Regions from separate parts of the Mus musculus genome. Here region 2 is linked to region 1. The links are chromatin contacts, called in public HiChIP or PLAC-seq maps. All regions are on one chromosome and are shown on one strand. Each heading gives the region's core, a stretch centred on a gene start, on an enhancer-like site or on the middle of the called end of the contact. The rest is flanking DNA. Distances are from core to core; before and after follow the strand shown.

Region 1 (5,403 bases), core at 2,301-4,800:
CCCTGGGTGTCCTGGAACTCACTCTGTAGACTAGGCTGGCCTCAAACTCAGAGATCCGCCTGCCTCTGCCTCCCGCCTGCTGGGATTAAAGGCGTGCGCCACCACACCCGGCTATGTTTTTGTTGTTTTTAAGGTGATGGTATGTCATCTCCAAGATTTAGGGAGGTCTTTCCAGTCCCCCTCCCCCCCTTGACCGTTCTTTCTTGAATCACTCAATTCCATAAAACCTCGCCATCAGAGGCTGGACTGATAACTCAGCAAGTAAAGGCACCTTGCCCAAGTCCGATGACTTGAGGTCAATCCCCAGGACCCACACAGTAGTAGTAGACAGCCAACTCCCACAAGTGCCTTCCAATCTACACACACACGGTGGCACACACACTCAACATATACACAAATATAAAATGTTTTAAGAAAACGAAAAGATCTTACTTTGAGGCCAAAAGCATCTACGGAGAGACCCTTGTAGAGAGGAATCAAGGCTTCCTCCGGGGAACTGGAGCTGATGGCCCAGCCCAAGTGCAGCCTGCAGGTGCTATAAGCCTCATCAGAGACCCAAGCCACATCATTCCTGGGTCCCTAGCCTTCTGAAAGTGTGAGCTAGTAAACACTGGCATTTTAAATCCCTGATCTTGGGGTAATCTGTTAGGGACCAGTGAGAAATCACTGTAACTCCTCTCTCCCAGCAGCATCACCATCAGAAGCTCCTGGCGCCCTGTGCCTGTGTTGGAAGAAAAGAGGGGGTCAGAGAAGAGGAGATGCTCATTTCCGCTACCCAGGCTCCAGCTTGCTTAATCCCACTCCCTTGTCTTCCGCTGCTTCTTCAATTTCTCCTGTTGACCTTTGTGCTCAGTAAACGAAATCTTCCATCTCCGGCAGCAAATCAGTTCCACGAGTCTGCAGGCTTTCTGAGAAGAGGCAACAGTGTAAACATGACATCTTGGGAAGGGTTAGAAATCCGGTACATTTCTGTTGACTGGCTCTCTGACCCCAGCTGTGACATCATCATTAGGCCCATATTTAGCTCCGCAGAGAAACAAACCTCTGTACGCTTCACGAAGAAAACAGAAGGCAGCAGACGCGATCTCTTTTAAATACTGCCCATTCACCTTTACAGTTAGGAATAAGTACTAGAATAAAAATAATAGTATTGCAGCCAGTGCCAGAACTCCTCTGAGGGATGATGCAAAGACGTCTGTTTAGGGAACTACTATGGTATAGTGCTCAGAGTGTGGATGGAGAGGATACCATGGCTTAGAAGGAAAAATGAAAGGGAGATGGATAAAAGGGCACACTAGAAAGGTTCCACGGATGGATCCTGGAGGTAAAGTGAGATGGAGCTCAGATAACAGCGAGGACGAGGTTGCAGTTTGGGGAAGAGTCCCAGTAATGGCTGTTTAAAATAGCAACATCTATTTCTGGACTTCAAGTTATTTGCGTTGTTAAGGATATAAAATTGCCCACATCTTCATTAATATCTGTCACAAGCACACACATGCTGTGTGTGAGGAACTTGGGAGAAAATCAAGGGAGAAGGGGAATGGAGGCTAGATGGCTCAGTGGTTAAGAACACAACTGACTGCTCTTGTAGAGGACTCAAGTTCCATTCCCAGGGCCCACAAAGTGACTCACAACCATCTGTAACTCCAGTTCCAGGGAATCTGGTGTACCATCCTGGCCTCTCTGAGCACCGGAGACACATGCGGTATGCAGATATACATGCAGGCAAAACACCCACATACATAAAATAAATAGTTTTTACAATTTAAGAGAAAGGGGACGGAAGCGGAGTTGACAGCTATGTCAGTGTGGAACCAAGGAATAAAATCATCCATAAGTGAGGTACAGTGGGACACACACATGGGCAGAGAGGCAGAAGGATCTCTGAGGTTAAGGCCAGCCTGGTCTACATGGCAAATCCCAGGCCTGAGAAAAGGGTTCACTATACTGTAGCCAAGGATGTCCCCAGGGTCATTCCTCCTGCCTCCTCGTCCCATGGACTGGGCCTACAGGTGTGTGTCACCATGCCTGGCCTCCCATTTCTGCTGAGCCACCACTGCATTTTGCCCTGGAGAGGTGAACATAACTGTGATGCCAGCAGTCAAACCTGTCTTTTCTAGACCCTTCCCCTGGAGCCACACTGCCCACTAAGCATCTTATCCTGTTTTGCACAAATCAGTTGTTCAAATCAACTTCATTCAGCTCTCAAGCGAAATCCTTCTCTCCACCTGCCCAGGTCTCTCCCTTCTTCAGGTACCACAACCTCAGGTAACACCATCACCAACCAGGCTGTAGCCCAAGGTGGAAACACAGGCTGTTACGTTCCCGTGGTCTTCATCCACCACATCCAACTGGCTATCGCAGCCTGACAAGGATGCTTCTACAAACGAAGGCTTCTTAACCCGCTGGACTTCAGAGTGGGTCTGCATGTCAATGGTGTCATAAACTTACTATGACAGCTCCTGGCCACGGTAATAACTCACCGCTATTGCTTGGGGGGGGGGGGGTTATGATAATTAAACAAGTCATCATATATAAAATGGGTAGCACACAATAGGAAACCAAAAGCATTCCCCTGGACCACCCTTTTCCAGCCTTCACAAGTTGGCAGGCCAGGATTTCTACCACATGGCTCATCTTGCCCTTCCTCTTCTGAGCTACACTCGGTCCCGACATCCCGTCTCATAAAACCTTTCTGCACTGTGATTTCTCCTGTGTGTGACTCATCTGCACTTTGTCTAGTTTTCATTCTCCCATCCCCCAGGTCTGCACAGTGCAGGCTGGCCTCAAACTCACTTCTCACCAGAGGGCCCTCCTAACTCCAACCTCCACCCAAGTGCTGGGGTCACAGGCAAGGACCACAGCCCGCTGTGGTTTTGCCTGTGGAATTAAGTCCCAATACTTAAGCGTCGTAAGTGGTGAGCTAACTGCCCTTCCAGCCATCCTGAGTCCAGTTAGCACAAACTCTGAGCGCCCCACAGGGCACTTCCTGTCTACAATGGCTTCCTGTCTGCACATGCTGAGCCTCTGGTGGTCAGCTCCTGGCCACAGAATCTTCTCCAGAATTGTGACCTAAGGGTACCTCCCGTTCACTCTACTGTTCAAAACACAAAAACTGAAATGAGTAGTGGGGGGTGGGGTGGGGGGATTATAGGGAAGTGGGAGAGAGAGAACAAGAGGAGATGGATAGAAGAGTTGGGGGAAGGGAGAGGGGGGACAAAAGAGAGAAAGAATATGAATGAAAATTAATTTGGACATAGGCAAAGTTGTCAGAAACTGGTAAATCTGGCTAAGGGTAACCTCAAACTTACAAAATTATAACAAAGTGCTATATAACTCTGAGAACTTCTGCTAAGTTTAAAATTACTTCAAAAGACAAGATTAAAAATAAAAAGCATTATGCAATCCAGCCATAAGGAAACAATAACAAGTTGAACATTTCCCCAAACTGACCTACATTCCCAGAATGCCAGTGTTCTGGAGAGGACAGGGAGGGGAAAGCAAGAGAAGGGAGGAGAGGAGGCGGAGGGGGAGGGAGGCCAGGGGTGTGAAGTCAAACAGTGTAACGGGTGAACTGGATCAGACTGACAAAAAGGTCCTGACATGTATGACTGGCACAATGATGACATTTGTGGGCAGACTCCATTATTTAATAGCATTACAGCAGTTTGAATTTCCTGTGGTTAGGTACGAGAATGTCATCGTGCTTAAGAAATGCATGCTACAGCCTGGGGTGTGGCTCAGTGGTACAGCAATTACCTGGGATGCTCAGGGCTCTGGATTCTCACCCACACACCACCATGAGTGAAAAGAGGAAGGAAAGAAGGGAAGGATGGAGGAAGGGAAGGGCACAGGGCAGAGACAGGAGTTCATGGGGAACCATTGAAGGGCAGAAGATTATATTTCAATGTATAATAGTCTCTCCCCCTTCTCTTTCTTCTGTCTGTCTGTCTGTCTCTCTGTCTGTCTGTCTGTCTCTCTCTCTCTCTCTTCCTGTCTCCTGTGAAAGCTTCCCCTATCCATTGAGACAGACCACACCGTCTTGCAATGACTATAAATGTTGATGACCAACACTGAAGATGACTCAGAAAGATTTTCTGTGCTGGTGGGATCAATGACTACTGTTAAAATGCCCATACTAAGCCAGGCATGGTGGCACACGCCTTTAATCCCAGCAATCGGGAGGCAGAGGCAGGCGGATTTCTGAGTTCACGGCCAGCCTGGTCTACAAAGTGAGTTCCAGGACAGCCAGGGCTATACAGAGAAACCCTGTCTTGAAAAACCAAAACCAAACCAAACCAAACCAAACCAAACCAAACCAAATAAAATGCCCATACTATTCAACTCCTATCAAAATCAATGATAGTTTTCACAGGAAAAAAAGGCAATCCTGAAGTTCATAGGGAACCACAAGATCCTAAATAAATTACACAATCTGGGGCAAAAATAAATAGCCAGAGGCATCCCATACCCGAATTTAAACTACACTGGGAGCACAATGCCTCCAGCTAGTTTTCTTTTTAATTTTTCTCTTAAACATTCTTTTAAATTTCATTTATTATTATTAATTATTATTGTTGTTGTTGTTATTTTATTTTTTGTGAGAAAGGATCGCAGTATGTAGTCCTGGCTGACCTGGAAATTGCTATGCAGATGTGGCTGACCTTGAACCTCAGACATCCACCTGCTTCTGCCTCCCCAATGCTACCTAGGACTAAAGGTTTGTGCCACAGGCCTAGCTTGCTTGTCTCTTTATAAATTTTTATTCCATGTCGTTACGTTCCTTATAGAGTTTGCTTCTATTGCCATGAGTTATCTCTTCATTCATTCTGCTGGTCATGTCTTTTGCTGTGCAGAAACTTTTTAAATCTAATCTAATCGTGTGTGTTGTTGTGTGTGTGTACTGTCTTTTGTAATTTGGGTCATATCCCAAACTTAAATTCCCAAGCCAGTGTCAAGAATCCTGTATTTCTTCTGTATTTCATCCTGTATTCTCTTCTACTAGTTTTAAACATCCAAGTATTATATTTAAGTCTTACTCCATTTGAATAACCTTTTTGTTTGTTTGGTTTTTGTTTTTTTAGAGACAGGCTTTCATTGTGTTACTGCCCTGGCTGTCCTGGGACTCACTCTGTAGACTAGGTTGCCCTTGAACTCACAGAGATCTACCTGCCTCGGCCTCCCGAATGCTGGGATTAAAGGTGTGTGCCACCACTGCTCAGCTGAAGAGCTTTTTGTGTATGGTGTGATGTGTCCAGTTTCATTCTCGTGCAAGTGGATTTCAGTCTTTGCCAGCCATGAATAGACGTCCTCCCTTTCCTCACTGTGTGAGCTCATTATTTTGGTTTAGTTGTCCATAAATGTGTGGATTTATTTCTGCAACCTCTGTTTTGTTCCATTGGT
Region 2 (5,957 bases), core at 793-3,292, 230 kb after region 1:
GCATACACGCCGCCACGAAGCCCAGCCCGGCTCGCGGGCTGGAGCAGAGCCAGGCCGCGCAGGCCTCGGGGCGGGGCGGGACGGGATCTGGCCACGCCCCCAGCTTATTTTTCTCTCCGGCCCATAGCGCGAGTCACGTGGGCGGGGCCGCGTGGGCGGGGCGGTCCCTTGGGAGGAGGCTGGCTGAAGGCTCCGGGCCTCTAGCGCTCCGGGACCCGGCGAGAGAAGGAACGGAGGGGTGGGAGTGGAAGAAGGCATGCGGGCGGGGCCTGTCGTGGGGGCGGGGCCTGTTGCTAGGGCTGGCGCAGGAAACTGGGCTCAGGGGCCCGGCTTACTGGCTGCGGGCTCCGGCTGCTTGTTTACTCCTGGCGGGGGAGCAGTAACCCGGTGTTGGCGGAGGGGGGTGGGAGAGCAAGCGCGAAAACGTGGCCCGGAGTTCCAAGCTGAGGGAGCGGAACGGGCTGGGGGCCGGGGCTGCGGTGGGCCTGGATAGGAGCTGGATGATCCGGCGCAGCGCAGTCTTCAAACAAGTTCCTAGTGGCTGCACAGCTCCTCCTGGCCTTTGCGCCTTCCACCCTGCACACACAGTACTGTGGTTGGTGAAGGGTTGCATGCACATCGTTTTTTTAGGCCCTGAATTTCTTGGATCCTTTAGGATAGGACTATGGAGCGGTGTTTCTAGTGTTGCTGCTCGAAGAGGTGGACGCCTGCTGCGTGCTTGTTCCTGAGTGGGTCTCTGCCACTTTTTTTTTTTTTTCCAGGAACTGATTCATTTGCTGGTCCTCACGTAGTTCACATGCTTGCATCTGGCCACAATACACACAAATAAGCCCTTTGGGGGTTGTTCTAGGCAATTCAATAGCTTGTGCTTGGTTTTTCTAACTAGGATGAGCCAGAGGGCTGCTCACACAACCTAATGTGCTCCACAAATGAACTCGCAAAAATTAGCGAACACCGGGCAATACCTTCCTCAAATGAGTTTCCATTCATCTGAAAAATACAAAGCACGGAGAAACTGTAGCTGTACGTGGTATTTGCTACTGTATCCATTACCACTACCTAACCGGTTTATATCTGAGGACTTGAAGCACACCACATAAAGACTCTAGTCAGTCAGAAGTCACAAACATAGAGAAGGAAGGGAACAGGAGGCTTTTGAATTACCCCACCCCCCAAAGCGCTGACCCTATTGTGTGAGGACGTGTGATTTTCTGTCATTAGTGTCTCTAATTTGGAACATCAGTCCTCTATTCCCTGGTGTTAGTTATTAAAGATGTATTATTATCTTAGATTGTGTGTGTGCTTGCATGTGGGTATATGTGAGTGAGTGCAGGTTCCCAAATGACCAGAGGTGCTGCATCTCCCGAAGCTGGAGTTCCAGGCTGTGGTGCACTGCCCAGTGTGGGGAACTGACCTCCAGTCCTCTGGAACAGCAGCAGCCCTCTTAACTCCTCTGCCAGCTCTCCCTGTGGTTTCATTTGGCTTCACCATCCTAGAATCCTACCCTTTCTGGGATCAGTGGTCTAGTGGGTGGGGCTTTTTATCACCGCAGTCAATTACAAGTCGTCTCCCCCAACCCCCATGACAAACAAGGAGGTAGTTGGGAGAGAAAAGGCTGTTTTCTGCTAGAGTTGCTAAGTTGAAATGTCAGAGTTGTGAGTTGCCAACAAACTGTGTTCCCTAATATATGAAGGAAGTCCTTTCAGGGGAAGGGAGGCTCTTTTGAGGTAGGAAAAATAAATGAAACTACTAAGATAAACGGACATGAGAAATTTAGAGACTAAATCATTACAAATAGGTTTAAACTTGGGCTCTCCAGAGCTGGGAATGGGTCTAGTTCCATATTAGAGCTCTTGACCAGTGTGCAATATGGCCTGAAGTGTTTCTAGATTTCTCAGTTAAGCAGACAAGTCTGCTCTTTTTTTTGCTTAAGCTAGCATAAACCGAGTTCCTCTTACTTATCTCTAAAAAGAAGTCTGACTAATAAGTTTGGCACGGAGTTTATTTTTCCCTCCTAGAATAATGGAAGTTGGGTGCTGGCCACAACTATCACTTCTTAAGTGTTCTACTTCCCGTAATGAGTCATGCCAAGTGTGTGTGTCCCATGGATGTGGGTTAGACAGCAAGCCCAATTCTTCAGGAAGTATCACTGCAATTGCAAACAGGACACACTTCAACCAGCACAAAAGGAGGGTTAGACAGATAACACTTAACCTCGGGAGACTGTAATTGTCTGAATCGTGAATAAAATATAGACGGAGATTTTAGCTTTTATAAAATGTATGCATTTTTAAAGGATCTTGCTAAATAGATCAGGCTGACCTGGAATGAATGATCTTCTGCCTCAGTCTCCACAGCTTGCTAAGACTGCTAAGACCAAGCTTATTTATGTATTATATTTATCTTATTTTGCTGGCACAGCCTCTCATGAATCTCAGGTTGACCTTGAACTGGATTCAGGGCCAAGGGTGATGGCCAGCTTCCACCTCCCGAGAACTCCACAGGTGAGCACTGTCATACCTGGAGATCACCCAGGGCTTCATGGATGCTAGGCAAGCACTCCAGAGCTGTCTTCTCTTGTTTGTGAGAGAGTACTCTTGGTTCTTAGTGATATGAAAGGAGAGAGAGAGAGAGAGAGAGGAAGGGTAGGAGGGAGAGAAGGAAGGAAGTTTGATAACAATTATTAGTTGGTTCTAGCTGAAAGATACACGGGGACAGAAACATTCATAGTCACTAAATCTTAGACACCAAGGGTCCCTGGTGTGTCACTCTCTTTCCTGAATAGTTTCAGTGATGGAGACCTGAGTGGATCACCAGGGACAAGGGTGTAGGTGATCCAGAAAGAGCATAGATCTATGTCGTCATCCAGAAAAAGCATGGGTGGACAGTCTTTTTGCATTTTGGTCAGCAACGGACATTCTGAGGGGGAGAGTGGGTTGTGTGTCCTCCTTGAAAACACATCCAGGATATCGGCACAGACATTTTGAAAGGAAAGGAAAGCTGAAACGGGGTGGCTAGCGATTACTAGCACTTGTGGCTCCTACAAAACACAGGGGTTCTGTTTCCAGTCCCTAGATGTTGGTTCATAGCTTCGGATCCAGAGGATCTGACACATGTGGTACACAGACACACAGACAGGCAAAATGGTTATATGCATAAAATAAAATAAAGAAATATAAAATTAGTGAATCCATTTAAACACTTGAGATAGCTAGAATCCTAGGCCCTGTCTACTCCTTGACTCCTGTGGGGGAGGAGCCTCTCTACCTGGTGAGCGCAGGCTGCTAGGTTCTCTGCAGAGCTGGTCTACAGCACTCCCATTGTCCCTGGAGAAGAGAGAGAAACAAGAAAAGCAAGGCTGAAGACAGCAGGAAAAAAGGGGGGAGAGAGAAGCAGAGAGAAACTGCAGATGTGGGAGTTTAATTCTGAGGAGAGGAATTTGGAAAGACAAGTTTTGGAAACGTTGTTGTGTGTTGTGCAATACTCCTTGACTTCTTCCCTTCAAAGAGTCAACAGAGAGGCTGGCGATGCGGCGGCTCACATGGTGGAGTGCCTGCCTGATAGGCACTGAGCTCCTGGGTCTAGCTCTGGAACTGCAGAAGCCAGGGCTGCTGGTGCATGCCTGTAATCCCAGCATTCTGGGAAGTGAAGGCAGGAGGAACAGAAGTTCCGGGACATCATCCTTGGTTACATAGAGAACTGAAGGGCAACCATGACAATACATGACAAAGCAGGTAGGCATGAGGAAGGGTGGCAAGATGGATCACCAAACAGAAAGCATGAAAACCTGAGGACAATCCCAGGACCCCATGGTGGAAGGAGAGAACTGATTTGTGAGAGGAGTCCTCTCACCTGCACATTCATGTGGTGCCACGTGTGTGTATGCCTCACACACACACACACACACACACACACACACACAGAGAGAGAGAGAGAGAGAGAGAGAGAGTCTAATAAATAAAAGAAATTTAAAAAGAGAATGCAATAACAGTACACACAATCTTTTAAAGAAAGCCTCACCCAGGCGGTGGTGGCGCATGCCTTTAATCCCAGCACTTGGGAAGCAGAGACAGGCAGATTTCTGAGTTCGAGGCCAGCCTGGTCTACAGAGTGAGTTCCAGGACAGCCAGGGCTACACAGAGAAACCCTGTCTCTAAAGAAAGAAAGAAAGAAAGAAAGAAAGAAAGAAAGAAAGAGAAAGAAAAAGAAAATTAAAAAAAAAAGAGGTATCCCTTTATAGAGTCCCAGAGAGGCCATTGTGTGAGACAGTGAAGTTGAAGCCTGGCTTGCCTTGGAGGTCCCAAGATGTCGGAGATGCCAGAGCTGTGGTACCCATCAAGGAAAGCTACTCACTGGGAATTGAACCAGCCCAAGAGAGAGAAGTGTGTTGCAGTCAACAAAGCTGAAAGGAGTTGGAGCTCTGAAGAACATTTTGACATCAGACCTGGAGATGCAGAATTTAGAGTTTGCCCAGCTGGCTTTCAGTCTTGCTTTGCTCCAGTATTTTCTCCTTGTGTTCCCTTCCTTCCCTGTGTTTTAGAATGGTAATGTATATCCTGGGCCATTATATGTTGGAAGTATGTGATCTGCTTTTTGATTTTTTTTTTACCCTAGGGGATTACAGTTAAAAGATTGCATGAACATCAGAAGAGACTTTGAACTTTGGACATTTAAAGGTTGTTGAAACTGTAGTAGACCATAGAGTTTGAAGTTTTGAAGTTGGACTAAATACATTTTGCAGTATGTTATGACTACAAGCCTATGGGAGCCAAGGAGTGGAATGTGGTGGTTTGAGTAGGTGTCGCCCCCATAACTCATGGGCTTGAATGCTTGGCTCACAGGGAGTGGCAGTATTAAGAGGTGTGGCCTTGTTAGAGTAGGTGTGGCCTTGTAGAAGAAAGTTTGTCACTGTGTAAGTGGGCTTTGAGGTCTTTTTTTGTTTGTTTGTTTTGTTTTGTTTTTTGAGACAGGGTTTCTCTGTGTAGCCCTGGCTGTCCTGGAACTCACTCTGTAGACCAGGCTGGCCTCGAACTCAGAAATCCACCTGCCTCTGCCTCCCAAGTGCTGGGATTAAAGGCGTGCGCCACCACTGCCCTGTGAAGAGATACCTCTTGACACATGCCTGGCCTCAGGGACTTTCCTTAGTGGCAGAGGGAGATTCTATAACCTCCCTCCTCTGTTCTTGACTCTAAATCCAGAACCACGTGGCCAAAGCTTCCAAATTCTGTCGTTTGTTGGGGCTAGAACATGGCCTTCTTGTTCAATTACATCTTCAGCTCTCTCTTTTCAATGGTTTCCTTCACTGACTATGCTTGGCCTTTCTGGAATTTATTCTGTAGACCAGGTTGGCCTTGAACTCAGAGATCAGCATGACTCTGTCTCCTGAGTGCCGAGTTTAAGGGCCTGGACCTAAGTTTTTCTTTAATTCCTTTTCACAAGATGGAAGTTTAGCTAGATGGGATCTTGCCCTGACGTCACTATTCCCTTAATTCCACTTAATATCCTTAATTGTGTATCTCCTTGAATCCAGGATTGAGCTCACTTCGCTTCCTGGTGCTCCTTTCGTCCTTGAATCACACAGTTTGCATTTTCCTTGCTCAGTTTATTCTGTTTAATCAAACTGTTCTTCGTGAGAGTGAACCACAGGAAAGACTCTATACTAGGATGCTTTGAGATTTCTTTTGCCAGTGCAATTAATCTAAATATCTTTACCTTAGCCTCAGGCAGACCCTTTGGATAAGAGCAAGAAGCAGCCACATTCTTTACCAAAATATCACAAGAATAATCTCTAGGCAACATACTAATGTTCTTTTTTTTTTTTTCTGAAACCTTTCTAGCCCAGCCCCCGTAGTTCAAATCACCCTCAGCACCGCTATCTTCCATGTTCCTATTAGGATGGCCCATGGAGTCCCACTTAAAGCATTCCACAGCTTTCCTAATCTAAAGTTCCCAAACCC

What was found. HiChIP or PLAC-seq counts read pairs in DNA pulled down with a chosen protein or histone mark.
Region 2: an H3K27ac HiChIP or PLAC-seq map of microglia shows a contact between it and region 1, with 3 times the contacts expected there. The contact joins two enhancer-like sites. A contact is called at or near these places in 4 of 484 Hi-C or Micro-C datasets (CD8 T cells, the G1E-ER4 cell line, the HPC-7 cell line and 1 more), 4 of 115 datasets of contacts at active chromatin or transcription factors (bone marrow-derived macrophages, effector CD8 T cells, microglia and 1 more) and 2 of 9 other capture datasets (adipose tissue and pancreatic islet).

What each region holds. Positions count from the first base shown.
Region 1 is chr14:65,110,136-65,115,538 of GRCm38.p6, forward strand. It overlaps a transcript of Extl3 not described here. Among named protein-coding and RNA genes, the nearest start is that of Gm52119, 13 kb to the left of the region's middle. Within about 2 kb of position 3,551, at least 107 of the 459 cell types and tissues checked have an H3K27ac peak or open chromatin away from gene starts, as enhancers often do. A contact at or near this core is called in the HPC-7 cell line, adipose tissue, bone marrow-derived macrophages and 2 more, where this site is marked.
Region 2 is chr14:65,343,634-65,349,590 of GRCm38.p6, forward strand. No RefSeq gene overlaps it. Among named protein-coding and RNA genes, the nearest start is that of Zfp395, 12 kb to the right of the region's middle. Within about 2 kb of position 2,043, at least 112 of the 459 cell types and tissues checked have an H3K27ac peak or open chromatin away from gene starts, as enhancers often do. A contact at or near this core is called in the HPC-7 cell line, adipose tissue, bone marrow-derived macrophages and 2 more, where this site is marked.